Regions from separate parts of the Mus musculus genome. Here regions 1 and 2 are each linked to region 3. Evidence: chromatin contacts called from public promoter capture Hi-C data. All regions are on one chromosome and are shown on one strand. The core of a region is the stretch at or near the end of the contact, and the rest is flanking DNA. Distances in the headings are between cores, read along the strand shown. Region 1 holds the start of Rab5if (RAB5 interacting factor). Region 2 holds the start of Cnbd2 (cyclic nucleotide binding domain containing 2). Region 3 holds the start of Ahcy (S-adenosylhomocysteine hydrolase).

Region 1 (3,736 bases), core at 479-2,978, 1.8 Mb after region 3:
GCTCATAACCATATGTAATGGGATTCAATGCCCTCTTCCTGTGTGTCTGAAGACAGCAACAGCATATATATGTACATATGTGTGTGTGTGTGTGTGTGTATATATATATACACATATATATTTGTGTATACACACACACACACACACACACACACATATATATATATATATACACACACATATAAAATAAACTTTTAAAAAAGAAATCAATTCCAAGCACCTGAATGACTGCGCCCAACTATCTGTAGGAGATATGTCGCCCTCTTAGGCAGCAGGCACACAAAGTGGTGCACACACAGACACACACACACACACACACACACTGCAGGCAAAACACCCATACTATGGAATGAAATAATTATTTTTAAAAAGAAAAGAACTCGGATTTAGAGTAAAATAAACCCAACTACTAACTCAATGATTCCAGGCAAATTACTTTGCCTTTATAAACTCACTGCATAAAAGTGATGTTCCGGGCTGGAGAGATGGCTCATAGATTAAGAACACTAGCTGCTCCTCCAGAGGTTCTAAGTTCAATTCCCAGCAACCACATGGTAGCTCATAACCATCTATAATGTGATCTGGTAACCTCTCTTCTGGCCTGCAGGCAAACATGCAGCCAGAACGATGTATACATAATAAACAATTCTTGGGGGGTTTTTCTTTTCTTTTGTTTTTTAGTGATATCCCTTAGCATAGCACATCCTGTGTGGCACCATCTGGAGGATGGGACTGATTTTGCTCATTTGTCTGTTTGAGGCAGCATCTCTCACTCTGTATGCTAGACCAGCTTCGCTGTGTAACCCAGGTCAGACGGGGCACGGGATCTTGGAATGTAGCCAGGCCAGCCTAACATTCCTCCCCGGGTTTGGACTGCAGACGAGTCACAGTGTACACCACAACGTGTCTTTGTACAAGTTCGCAGGGGGTGCTGCTCCTTCTGTCCTTTCAAAACACATCCTGGGAAGTGCTAACAACACACAGTGAGGACGGGGTAGCTAGCCCGACACCTACTACTTTTCTATTCCCCCTAGTGGGGTTCTCCCCTGGTTTCAACTTGCCTCATCCTTAGGAAAGAATTTCTCTCTTGGGATCTCAGCTTCACATTCGGATCTCAGAAGAGAACGCTGAGCAAGAGGAGACGTTAGGGTTCACAGAATTGTTTTTTTTCCCGTTGAGACAGGTTGTCGTGACCGGGGACTTACCATCCTCCAGCAGGTAGACAGGCTTGCACCATCGCCAGGCGAGGGAACTTTGGTTTGGTTTTTGTTTTTGTTTTGTTTTCCATAGTCATGAACAAAGTCGTGAATAACGTGTAGGTTTAGGAGAGAACGCACAGAAGGTAACTCCAGTGGGGCAGCCCAGGGCTTCCGGGGACCAAGGACCCGGCTCGGGAGGCGGAGCAGGATGCAAGGCCACTTCTTCTTTGTGTCGCTCCGGGGGACGAGCCGCGGCTCAGCCGGCAAGGAAACGTACAATCTCGGCTTTCCTCGGAGGGGCTGTGCCTCAGTCTTCACAGCGCCTCCTCGCGCACAGATCGCCTCCGGGCCGCACTTGTCCCTTCTCGCTCACCGTCCCCTGGCGTCCGCCGGAAGCTTCTGTCACTTCCGCCCACCGGAGGGGACGCTCGCGTCGAGGCGTCGCCGAGCTTCGGAGCCGACCGCCGCGTGGCCGCCGATTGGCTGCGTGCGCACGTCATCAGGGCCCCGCCCCTCCCTCGGCGGCGCCTGCTCCGTGGAGCTTAGCGAGCCGGCCGCTGGGCAGAGCGAGCAGAGCCTCGGCGGGCCACTGTCCCTCGCTGCCCGGACTACCGCTGCCGCCCCGCGCGCCGAGTCCCGCGGTCCCAGACCCCGACTCCCTTCGGCTTGGCCCGCGCGCCCCACGCCCGGCTCGGGCGGCGCGACGGGAGGATGAGCGGCGGGCGGCGGAAGGAGGAGCCGCCTCAGCCGCAGCTGGCCAACGGGGCCCTCAAGGTGTCCGTGTGGAGCAAGGTGCTGCGGAGCGACGCGGCCTGGGACGACAAGGTGCAGAAGGCCCGGCGAGGGAGGACGGGCCCGGGTCTCCCTCGCCCCGGCCAATCGGCCGGGCGCGGCCATGGGAGCAGGGAGCGGGGTGCCAAGGGGGCCGGCGCGTAGTGGAGCGAGCGGAGCCCCTGCTATCCCCCGCCGTTTGCTCCGCAGGATCCGGAGTAGTTAGCGCTTCTGAAGACTGCGCACGTGCCGGGTGCGGAATCCCTGAAGTGCGTTTACTTTGCACATTGCGAGGGGTGGCTCTGTCCTTGCTCGCTTAGATGAGAAAGAAGACATGCCCTGTGAGCTTTAAGATTCGAGAGCCGGTTCTAAGACCACCTTAAGAGGGTGTGAGTTAGTAAGAAAGTCGCTAGACATGGGTTAGAAGAGGTTGGGGACTTAAAGATGCACTCGCTGGTCATCTCCAGAGGATCTGAGCCTGGACGCCTCCTATCATTGCTCCATTCTGTGATCTTCAAGCCTGTCACCATTCAGCCCGATTCTAGATGGTTTGAAAAGAATGCTATATTTGGACTCCTTCCGTTGTTTGGACTGTTGAAATTGGGCTTCCCTCCCTTCAGTTCCGCCATGGAGGGGGGGAGTACTTCCTGAAGGTGCCCTTGGCCTGCCCCCAGCCCTGCCCAGCTCTTGCAAAACCTGTCGTCTTTGTGAACTGCTGTGTCATATTTTTTATCTTCCCCGGTCCAAGGACTGGTGTCTGGAGTCCAGGGCAGTTCACAAACCTGAGTGCTCTTTGTTGGGTGAAACTTAGATGAGCTGGCACAGGCCTAAGCACACACTTCTCCACCACCACACTTTCCTAACTCTGGCTTTCTCAAAAGTCGCTGTACAGGAAGGGTGGGAACTGAAGTTAATAGTTTTTCTTCCTGGAGACTCTCTAGAACTTAGCTGGCCAGCCAAGGGTTATCTGTGGCCAGGAGCACAGTGCCCATTGTCACTTCAAAACAAACTTCTATTTACGCAGCTTCTTTTAAAGAAGTAACGACTTCTCTAAAATATGGTAGAGAACAGGCTCTGGAATTAGTCACTTAATAGTCTAAATATATTGTTTCCCATCACACTTTAGTAGAAGGAATGACAGAAGAACCACATATGGAGCAAGGTGGTGGTGGTAGTGCACTGGGAGGCAGAGGTCGGGGAATCCCTGAGTTGCAGGCCAGCCTGGTCTACAGAGTGAATTCCAAGACAGCCAGAGCTACACAGAGAAACCCTGCCTCGAAAACAACAACAAAAAAGAACCACATATGGGGACTAGAGAGGCCTCAGCAGTTTAGAGTGGGCTCCAATCCAAGCACCCATATGGTGAGTCACAACGGTCTGTAACTCCAGTTCTGAGGAGTTCCAGTGTTCCAGCATCCATGGGCAGCAGGCACATACATGGTGCTCATGCATACATTAAGATAAAACATACAGGGCTGGTGAGATGGCTCAGTGGGTAAGAGCACCTGACTGCTCTTCCGAAGGTCCGGAGTTCAAATCCCAGCAACCACATGGTGGCTCACAACCATCCGTAACAAGATCTGACTCCCTCTTCTGTAGTGTCTGAAGACACCTACAGTGTACTTACATATAATCAATAAATCTTTAAAAAAAAAAGATAAAACATACATATAAAATAAGTTTAGAAAAAAAAGAAAAGAGCCATGTGCTTAGCTAGACATTGTGAACCACACCTTTAGTTCAGTACTCTTGACCCAAGGCCTAGT
Region 2 (3,745 bases), core at 495-2,994, 1.2 Mb after region 3:
AAAAAATGGGGCAGAGAGGGAAGTCTTGCTCACAAGTGTGCCTCACTCCAGGGAGTTCTCTCACAGAGGAAGTTCATGAGAGGCTGATAAAGGAGAGGAATGGGCATCGGTGTCAAGGAGTCCGAAGTCCGAGGCGTCTTTTCATGATACACATTTCCGTCATGGCCATTGGTTTGTTTTTAAGGTCATGAACGCTAAATAGTTTTATGCAAAACATTTCTCAAATGACCAACACGTGTATATAGAAAGACAGGAGGCCCTGACCCATATAGGTTAAGGCAAGGAAACATGCCGAGCCTTCTCAGTCCCTGTCACAGGACACTGGATACTCTGTGTGTGTGTCTAACAAATGTGAAAGTAGAGGTCATATGAGATGGAGAAGTTAAGTGGAAATTATGTAAAGTACACATCAACTTCTCAAAAGAAAAACTGAGAAAAGCTGTTTTCAAAAAAAAAACTTACCAGGTAACCGTTGGAAGAAGAGGCTATTTCCAACAAGATTACTGGGAAAACACTGTTGTCCAGTTGTACTGATTCCAGTTACTGATCTTTAAGCATAAAGTGAAACGAGAGTTCGCTTTCCTTGGCAATATCAGTTCTGTTGCTTGAGTTTGTTTTTGAGAGGGTCTACATAGCCCTGGCTGGAACACACTATGTAAAAACCAGGCTGGCCTCAGAGACCCTCCTGCCTCTGCTTCCTGAGTGCTGAGGTTTAAAGTATGAGTCACAACAACCAACTAAATAAAGCATTTAATAGGGCCAGTTATTTTACTGCTCAGCTTCGAAACCGCTGTGTACTGCCATCTGCTGAAGCTCGGATACTAGATAGTGTGAGGCAGAGGGGAGAATAGAAGGCTAGAAAACTGAAACCTCATTAACATGGCCTTTTGCAAAACAAAACTCATGCAGGTTTAGAAAAACTGAATGTGGTCTAGATCTAGGTAGATTTCCTGCCTAAGGGCACAGCTTCGCGCAAATGCAGTGGTCCAGGAATAGCTAATCAAAAGCCTTAATCTTACAGGTTCCCAGAATCCTCTAGCTATCAGCTGGAAAGGTGGGCAACAAGTTCGTAAAATAAACCCAATAAATAAAGAACGAACGCAAGACACAGCAGACATGGGAGCTGTCAAAATTCAACTTTTATTAACTCAGGGGTAGGGTGTCAGTCCAGGGAGCCCCAGGCTCCGCCGCTCAGCCGGTGATGCGCACGTCCGCGCGGCGCCGCAGCCGCCGAGCCCGGGCCGCCTCCGGTAGAATGGCCTGCAGCTGCTCCTGCACCAGCATCTCCACGATCTGCTCCTTGGTGCGGATGTCCGGCCGCAGCCACTGGCGGGACAGCTCCCGCAGCTGCCGGAAGGCTTCCCGGGGCCCGGCCGCGTCCTGGTAGCGAAACTGCCGGAAGCGCTGGCGAAAGGTCTCGGGGCCGGGCCGAGAGGCTCCGGGCCGCAGGGCGGCGTCAGCGTAGGGCGCCGTGTTCAAAGCTGCGGGCGCGCCGGGGAGCTCCGGGGCCGGGGAGCTCCCGGAATCGGGCGACGGGGCCGCACAGTCGCCGGCTCCTTCCTGCTGCTCGGGAGGCGCCGCGGGGCTTTGGGGGTCCTGGCTGGGCTGCGGCGCCGCCATGACTACGGCTGTTGGCGTCCCCCTTTGTTTCGCAGTCCGGCGCCTCGCCTGCGTCTGCACCGGAAGGAGGTAACAGAGGGCCGCTGAAGGGCAGGGCCCGGGCACCCCAGCGGGACGCGGACTCAGGACAGGCTGCGGGCAAGCCCAGCTTACCTCGACCCGCGAAGCTCCTCGGTGGCCGGAAATGAACCGATCCGCGAATCCGGAAGCCGCCTCCTCTACCAGTCACGTGAAGTTTGATCTGGGGAAGTCCGTAGACATCAGCTCTACTGACACTAAGGATGGCGGCACTGCAAGGTCCCCATTGGAGCCGGCGGACAAGTCGGACACGACAGAGTCGAAATCTGAGTCGGGATCGGATTCCAGATCAGAGGAAGACAAGGAGAGTCCGGCCTCGATTAAGGAGATAAAGGCGGAGACACCCCAACCGAAGGACCGCCCTGGCGTGCAGGTGACCTGCGCCTCCTAGGGTAGATGCTGGTCCCTACTTGACCAGGCAGGATCTGGGGGTAGCGCTGACAGTCCTGGGTAAAGGAGGGTGATGGTTGGCTAGGGGATTGTCGGAGCTTGGGCGGATGCCCTGGGTGGGACAGCGGGACAGGGGCTCCAATTACTTTTAAAAAGATCTCTCAAGCCCGTAATCCTAGAGCTAAAGGACACCTCCTGAGCTATAAATTGAGCTGAGAATCTCATTAAACACACACACACACACACACACACACACACACACACACACACACACACACACATATACTGTCGCCTGCATAGGTGCAATTGATTTCACTTTATTTTGAGAAGGACAAAGTATTTGGGCAAGAGTCTTCAGACTTTCCTGCCCCCAAACAAGTGCTCAGGGCTTCTTTGTCATTGTTTTTGCTTGTCCTCGAAAACCAAGAGAAAGAGATTCAGTGGGTACTACTTTAACTTTAAGATTAATAAGTGGGGGGCTGGAGAGATGGCTCAGTAGTTAAGAGCACTGACTCCTCTTCCAGAGGTCCTGAGTTCAATTCCCAGCAACCACATGGTGGCTTACATCTACAATGGGCTCTGATGCCCTCTTCTGGTGTGTCTGAAAAGAACAGCGGTGAATACATAAAATAAGTAAATACATCTTTGAAAAAAGTTTAATAAGTAAACTGTAATTAACGATGTCCCAGATGGTGGCCATTAGCTTCTTGTATTTACTGAATCTTTGAAAGGTAAATACCCCGAAATTGAGATGTATTAAAATGTAGAATTACGCATGTGTCTGTAGGAAAAGAAAAATATTTTGTATTTATTACATATTTGAGTATGTTATGTAATTTTGTATATATGGGGGTCAAATAAACTATATTATTAAATTTTACCTGTGTCTTTTTACTTTTAAAATACAACTACTTTGAAATTTTTAAATTACACATACAGTTTATAGTATATCTTTGTTGACTAGCTGCTGTCTAGAGTGTCGGAATCAGGTGTCAGGAAACATCTTTTCTTTGCTTTAACACCCCCAGCAATAAATAGTGCCTGCCTCACAGTTGTCAGGTGGAGTAAATCAAGCTCTGGAAAAGACAGAGCTTTCAGAGCTAGGGAGATGGAGCGGTTGGTAAGGATGCTTGGGATGATGGGATGAGATGAGCGTGGTACCCAAGCATTGTGAGTCCACAGCTCTGGGCAGCCCACGAAGTTCTAGGCTTCTATCCTCCTCCGGACAACTAAGTCTTCCAGAATGACCGGGTTCATTCAGCTTCTCTTGGCTTCTGACTGAATTGCTCTGCTTGGCCTCATACTAACTTTGGCACTCTCCTCCTCCCCCTCCTCCTCCTCCTCCTCCCCCTCCCCCTCCTCTTCCTCCTCCTCCTCTTCCTCCTCCCCCTCCTCCCCCTCTCCCCTCCTCCTCCTCCTCCTCCTCCTCCTCCTTCTTCTTCTTTTCTTGAGACAGGGTTTCTCTGTATAGCCCTGGTTGTCCTGGAACACACTCTGTAGACCAGGCTGGCCTTGAACTCAGAAATCCACCTGCCTCTGCCTCCCAAGTGCTGGGATTAAAGGCGTGAGCCACCACACCCGGCTCTTGGCACTCTGTTCTAATCTTCTGGCTCATTCTGTCTTCACCTATGTCTGTCAAACTGTCCTGTTAAACTGC
Region 3 (3,748 bases), core at 464-2,963:
GTAACTGACTACTGCCCATAACGCCAGACGGAACTGTGGAACCCTTTCTAAACCCACTTCTTCAAAATAAGGAGAATCAACTTGAACCTGAGCCCAAGGATCATAGGAAATGCCAAACGAGTAAGGTCTAGCATACAGCATACCCTACTTGATGGGCAAATCATGCCTCCACCCTTACACAGGCAAGAACCCAGCCTTATCTTCATCCATACAATCTGTGGTCCCCCCCTCCCAATCTTCATCCATACAATCTGTGGTCCCCCCCCCTCCCAATCCCTCCCTACACAGTATGTCGAGCCTCCATTCTAGCTCTTCCGCCAAGACAACACTGACTTAAACCTCTCTGGGCTTCAGTCTTAGCATCTACCCAGTGGAGACAATAAACTGCCCTGCTGGCTGATTAACTATCTTAATAAGAATTTGCAAAGCCACTTCCCTAGGTTCCTGTGTAATGGGATAGCATTCATCTCCCTTTGAGGACCCTTTCCAATTTAATAGAGTATTGAAATTATTTTAAAAGCTAACCAGCCTGAATTGCTTTGTTTTTCTGTTTGTTTGGTTTGTAGTTTTGTTTTGATAGGGTCTCCCCATCTTGTCCAGGTTGGTCTGGAATTCACTGTATGCCCAGGCTGACCTCTGAAATGAGCTGATCGATTCCTTGGCCTCAGTAGTGATAGCAGGGCTGGGATTACAAGCTTGTGTCACTAGGCACAGTTTGAATTGGATTGTGTTGAAATTCCATTAGGGTTGTTTCAAGTGTATTGCCTTGTATACAGACAGCAGTGGAAGAGATGAGCTTAGAGGTCATGATGTCCTGAGTCCAAATTCTAACCAGCTGCTTTCCAGTTACAAGATTCTGGGAAAATGCCCTTTATACCTCTGGATATTCATTGTAAACATAAAACCGTTCCTTCCATGGAGAGCTACAATAATAAGACGGGTTAGTCTAGAATAATGCTATAAGGCAGTGCCCATCCCACTGTAAACGCTCAAGTTAAGGTGTGTTTACTCAGACAGCTTTCTATAATCGGGACAAAACGAACAGTAATTTCTAACCACTCCAAATTTTCTAGACATCCACTAGATATCCCAGAGATTGAGCAGATGGGACCCTAAGTTCCCGTTGCACCGAGACTAGCCGTTTCCAGGCCTCTCCTCATTAGCACCTAGAACACTGATGCTCTCTCCGGCCCTGCTCAAGGCCCAGAAGACGGTGGGCCCTTGCTAGGGGCCACCCAAGCCGCCAAACGCCAGGGCCAGGGTCTGGGCCTCTAGGGCCGCTTCCCAATGGCCAGTCTCTCCGACAGGAGCACGCTGCCCGACCAAAGATCACAGCCCGCGCTGCCGCTCTGGGCGCCTACCGCGGGGCACGCCGGGACTTGTAGTCCGCGGCCGTTTCCCACTCCTGGCTCTCGGCGGCGTGTGGACTCCAATCCCCGGGCACCTGCGCGGCCAGGCCAGCGATTCTAGGGGTCCCGGGGCGCCCCGAAGCCGCCACCTAAACAAGACGCAGGTCGGTACTGACAACAAACCCAGGACGGGAGCCGAGTCGCCACGGAGGACTGAACCCTTGGGACTCACCGACTTTGTAGGGCAGTTTATCAGACATGCTGGCGGCGCTTCCGCTAGGACTGATGAACTCAGTGAAGGGGGCCGGGCGGCGCGGGGCAGGGATCTACGCCTGGCGCCGGCGTCTTTAAATATCTTCTTATTTGAATATTCATGAACCTGCTGGGGGCTGAAACTTAGGGGCGGAGCCTAGCTCGAGGCGTTGAGCGGAGCGGGAGCAAGGCTGATCTCTGCCTCAAAAATCATAAATTTTGTGCACTGTGGCCTTTGGACCCCTGGCACTCGACTAGGAGGGAGCGTGGAGAGAGGCGGTTCTTCTCCCATCCGTCCAGCCAGTGAATCAGAGGTCAAAACAAGGCAGAATTCTTAGACTCTAGCCAATTTACTAACCTGAGCCTTAACTGCTTCAATTGTAAAACTCTTGCAAGATCAAAGTAAAGAGCTGGGCCTAGTGGTATGTGCCTGTGAATCCCCACTCTGGAGACAGTGTCTGAAATCTCCCGCTCTGGAGCCAGAGCCAGGAGATTTGTCACAAATTCGAGGCCAGTCTGCTCTATCGCTAATTAGTTCCAGGCCAACCGAGGCTACAGAGTGAGGCCCTATCTCAAAAACAAAGAAAGAAAAATCACCGGTTGCAATTGTGTCACTCTCTCCTCCCTCTGTTTGCCTTTCCTTGCTCGCCCCCACCCCCTCCTCAACACCTTCTCATTCGGTAGTCTTTCTTGGTGATTCACAGGCTGCTCACATGGAAATGACTGCGGAGCTATCCGCAGGAGCATAGATAACTCACCAATGACTATACACCTGAAGAGTATGACTTCTCTCTCAGCGGCTCTCAGCGGCTAGCTTTCAGGAAGGAAACCAGGCCCCATGTTGTGTGCATATACCATCTCTGGGGAGTTCAGTTGGCCCCTTTGTAAAAAGTTGGCCTCCGTTGGACTTATCTGTCTCCTCATGGAGTAACAAGGAGGGTCACAAGACCTTCTCCTGGGTGTCCAGCTGCACCCTACCTCCTGTTATATGCAATTCTGCCTAAACTGAACATGACCTCAGGGAAGGACTAGAGTATGTAGTCAGGGAAGTAGGTTCCAGCTACCCGTCTACTGGCGAGGCCCTCATCCCTGCTGGTTGAGGTGTGGTCTCCAGCTGTGGTCTTTGGGGAAAAGCATCATTCATACCCCTATCTGGTAAGTACCCCCTGACCTGTGTATGCGTTGTCAGGAAGCTCACTGACCTCACCGGTTCCCCCAGAAGGATCTTCCGCAGAATCATACCTCAGTTTATTTGGGAGGAGGTGTAGATTTTGCTTCTGTCTCCTAGGAGGGAATTTTAGCAATGTCCCGGGACACCTCCCCCATCCATGACTGAATGTTGCTGGGGATCCAGTGTTGTGCAGGTCCTGGGCAAATAGCTGCAGTTGTGAGTTCTGATTGCAACGGCCATGCCGTGTGGGTCCACAACCCTCCTCCCCTCCATCCAGTTCTTACGTTCTTTCTGCTCCTCCTCCTATGGTGTTCCCCTGAGCTTTGAAAGGGCGTGATATGATCTGAGACAGTCACACTCAGCACCTCGACCAGCCATGGTCATTTGCATTACCTGTCATTTGCTACAAAAGGAGATTTTTCTGACCAAAACTGAGGACTGTGCCACTCTGTGACTATAAACAAATATTTAGGAGACAACATTTAACTCAACAGTAGTAGGCTCCTCCTGAAGACCTACCGTTTCCCCAGCTATGCATCTTTGACTAGACTCACAGTAACAAGTATAAACTCCCTCCTCTCTCTATCTTTTGTCTGTCTATCTGTCTGTTTGTTTCAGCCTATAGACCAGGATGTAACTCTCAGCTACTGCCCCAGCACTGTGAGTGCATCATACTCTGGAAATATCCCCACCATGCCCCACCACGATGATAATAGACTAATCCTATGAAACTGTAAGCAAGCCCACAATCAAATTCTTTCTTTTAAGAAACAGAGGAGTAAATTCAGTGGGAGGTGGAAAGAGACTGGGAGGGAAGGAGGGAGGGAAATTGTGGTTGGAAGGAAGGAAGGAAGGAAGGAAGGAAGGAAGGAAATGATGTATTTATTTTTAAAAAATCTTAATTTTACAAGAGTTGCTTTGGTTATAGTACCTCTTCATAGCAACAGAACAGTAACTAAGAAGTGTCTAATTCTGG

What was found. Promoter capture Hi-C pulls out the DNA fragments that hold promoters and counts their contacts.
Region 1: a contact with region 3 is called in a promoter capture Hi-C map of pre-B cells, with 3 times the contacts expected there. The contact joins the promoter of Rab5if here to the promoter of Ahcy in region 3. A contact is called at or near these places in 2 of 39 promoter capture datasets (liver and pre-B cells).
Region 2: a promoter capture Hi-C map of pre-B cells shows a contact between it and region 3, with 5 times the contacts expected there. The contact joins the promoter of Cnbd2 here to the promoter of Ahcy in region 3. A contact is called at or near these places in 1 of 39 promoter capture datasets (pre-B cells) and 1 of 9 other capture datasets (liver).

Annotation. Positions count from the first base shown.
Region 1 is chr2:156,861,394-156,865,129 of GRCm38.p6, forward strand. It overlaps Rab5if (RAB5 interacting factor), which reads left to right and starts at 1,729. Exons shown (of 4, transcript NM_026124.3): 1 at 1,729-2,024. The coding sequence starts at 1,911. 5430405H02Rik (RIKEN cDNA 5430405H02 gene) reads right to left here and starts at 1,552. Exons shown (of 3, transcript NR_027914.1): 1 at 1,206-1,552.
Region 2 is chr2:156,310,729-156,314,473 of GRCm38.p6, forward strand. Cnbd2 (cyclic nucleotide binding domain containing 2) reads left to right here and starts at 1,745. Exons shown (of 13, transcript NM_027585.2): 1 at 1,745-2,071. The coding sequence starts at 1,805. Scand1 (SCAN domain-containing 1) reads right to left here and starts at 1,976. Exons shown (of 2, transcript NM_020255.3): 1 at 1,774-1,976; 2 at 1,118-1,674. The coding sequence starts at 1,620. The coding sequence ends at 1,192.
Region 3 is chr2:155,072,784-155,076,531 of GRCm38.p6, forward strand. Ahcy (S-adenosylhomocysteine hydrolase) reads right to left here and starts at 1,714. Exons shown (of 10, transcript NM_016661.3): 1 at 1,582-1,714. The coding sequence starts at 1,609. Gm39966 (a long non-coding RNA gene) reads right to left here and starts at 1,391. Exons shown (of 2, transcript XR_866885.2): 1 at 1,167-1,391; 2 at 1-923. Gm45609 (a long non-coding RNA gene) reads left to right here and starts at 1,729. Exons shown (of 3, transcript XR_001783519.2): 1 at 1,729-3,748.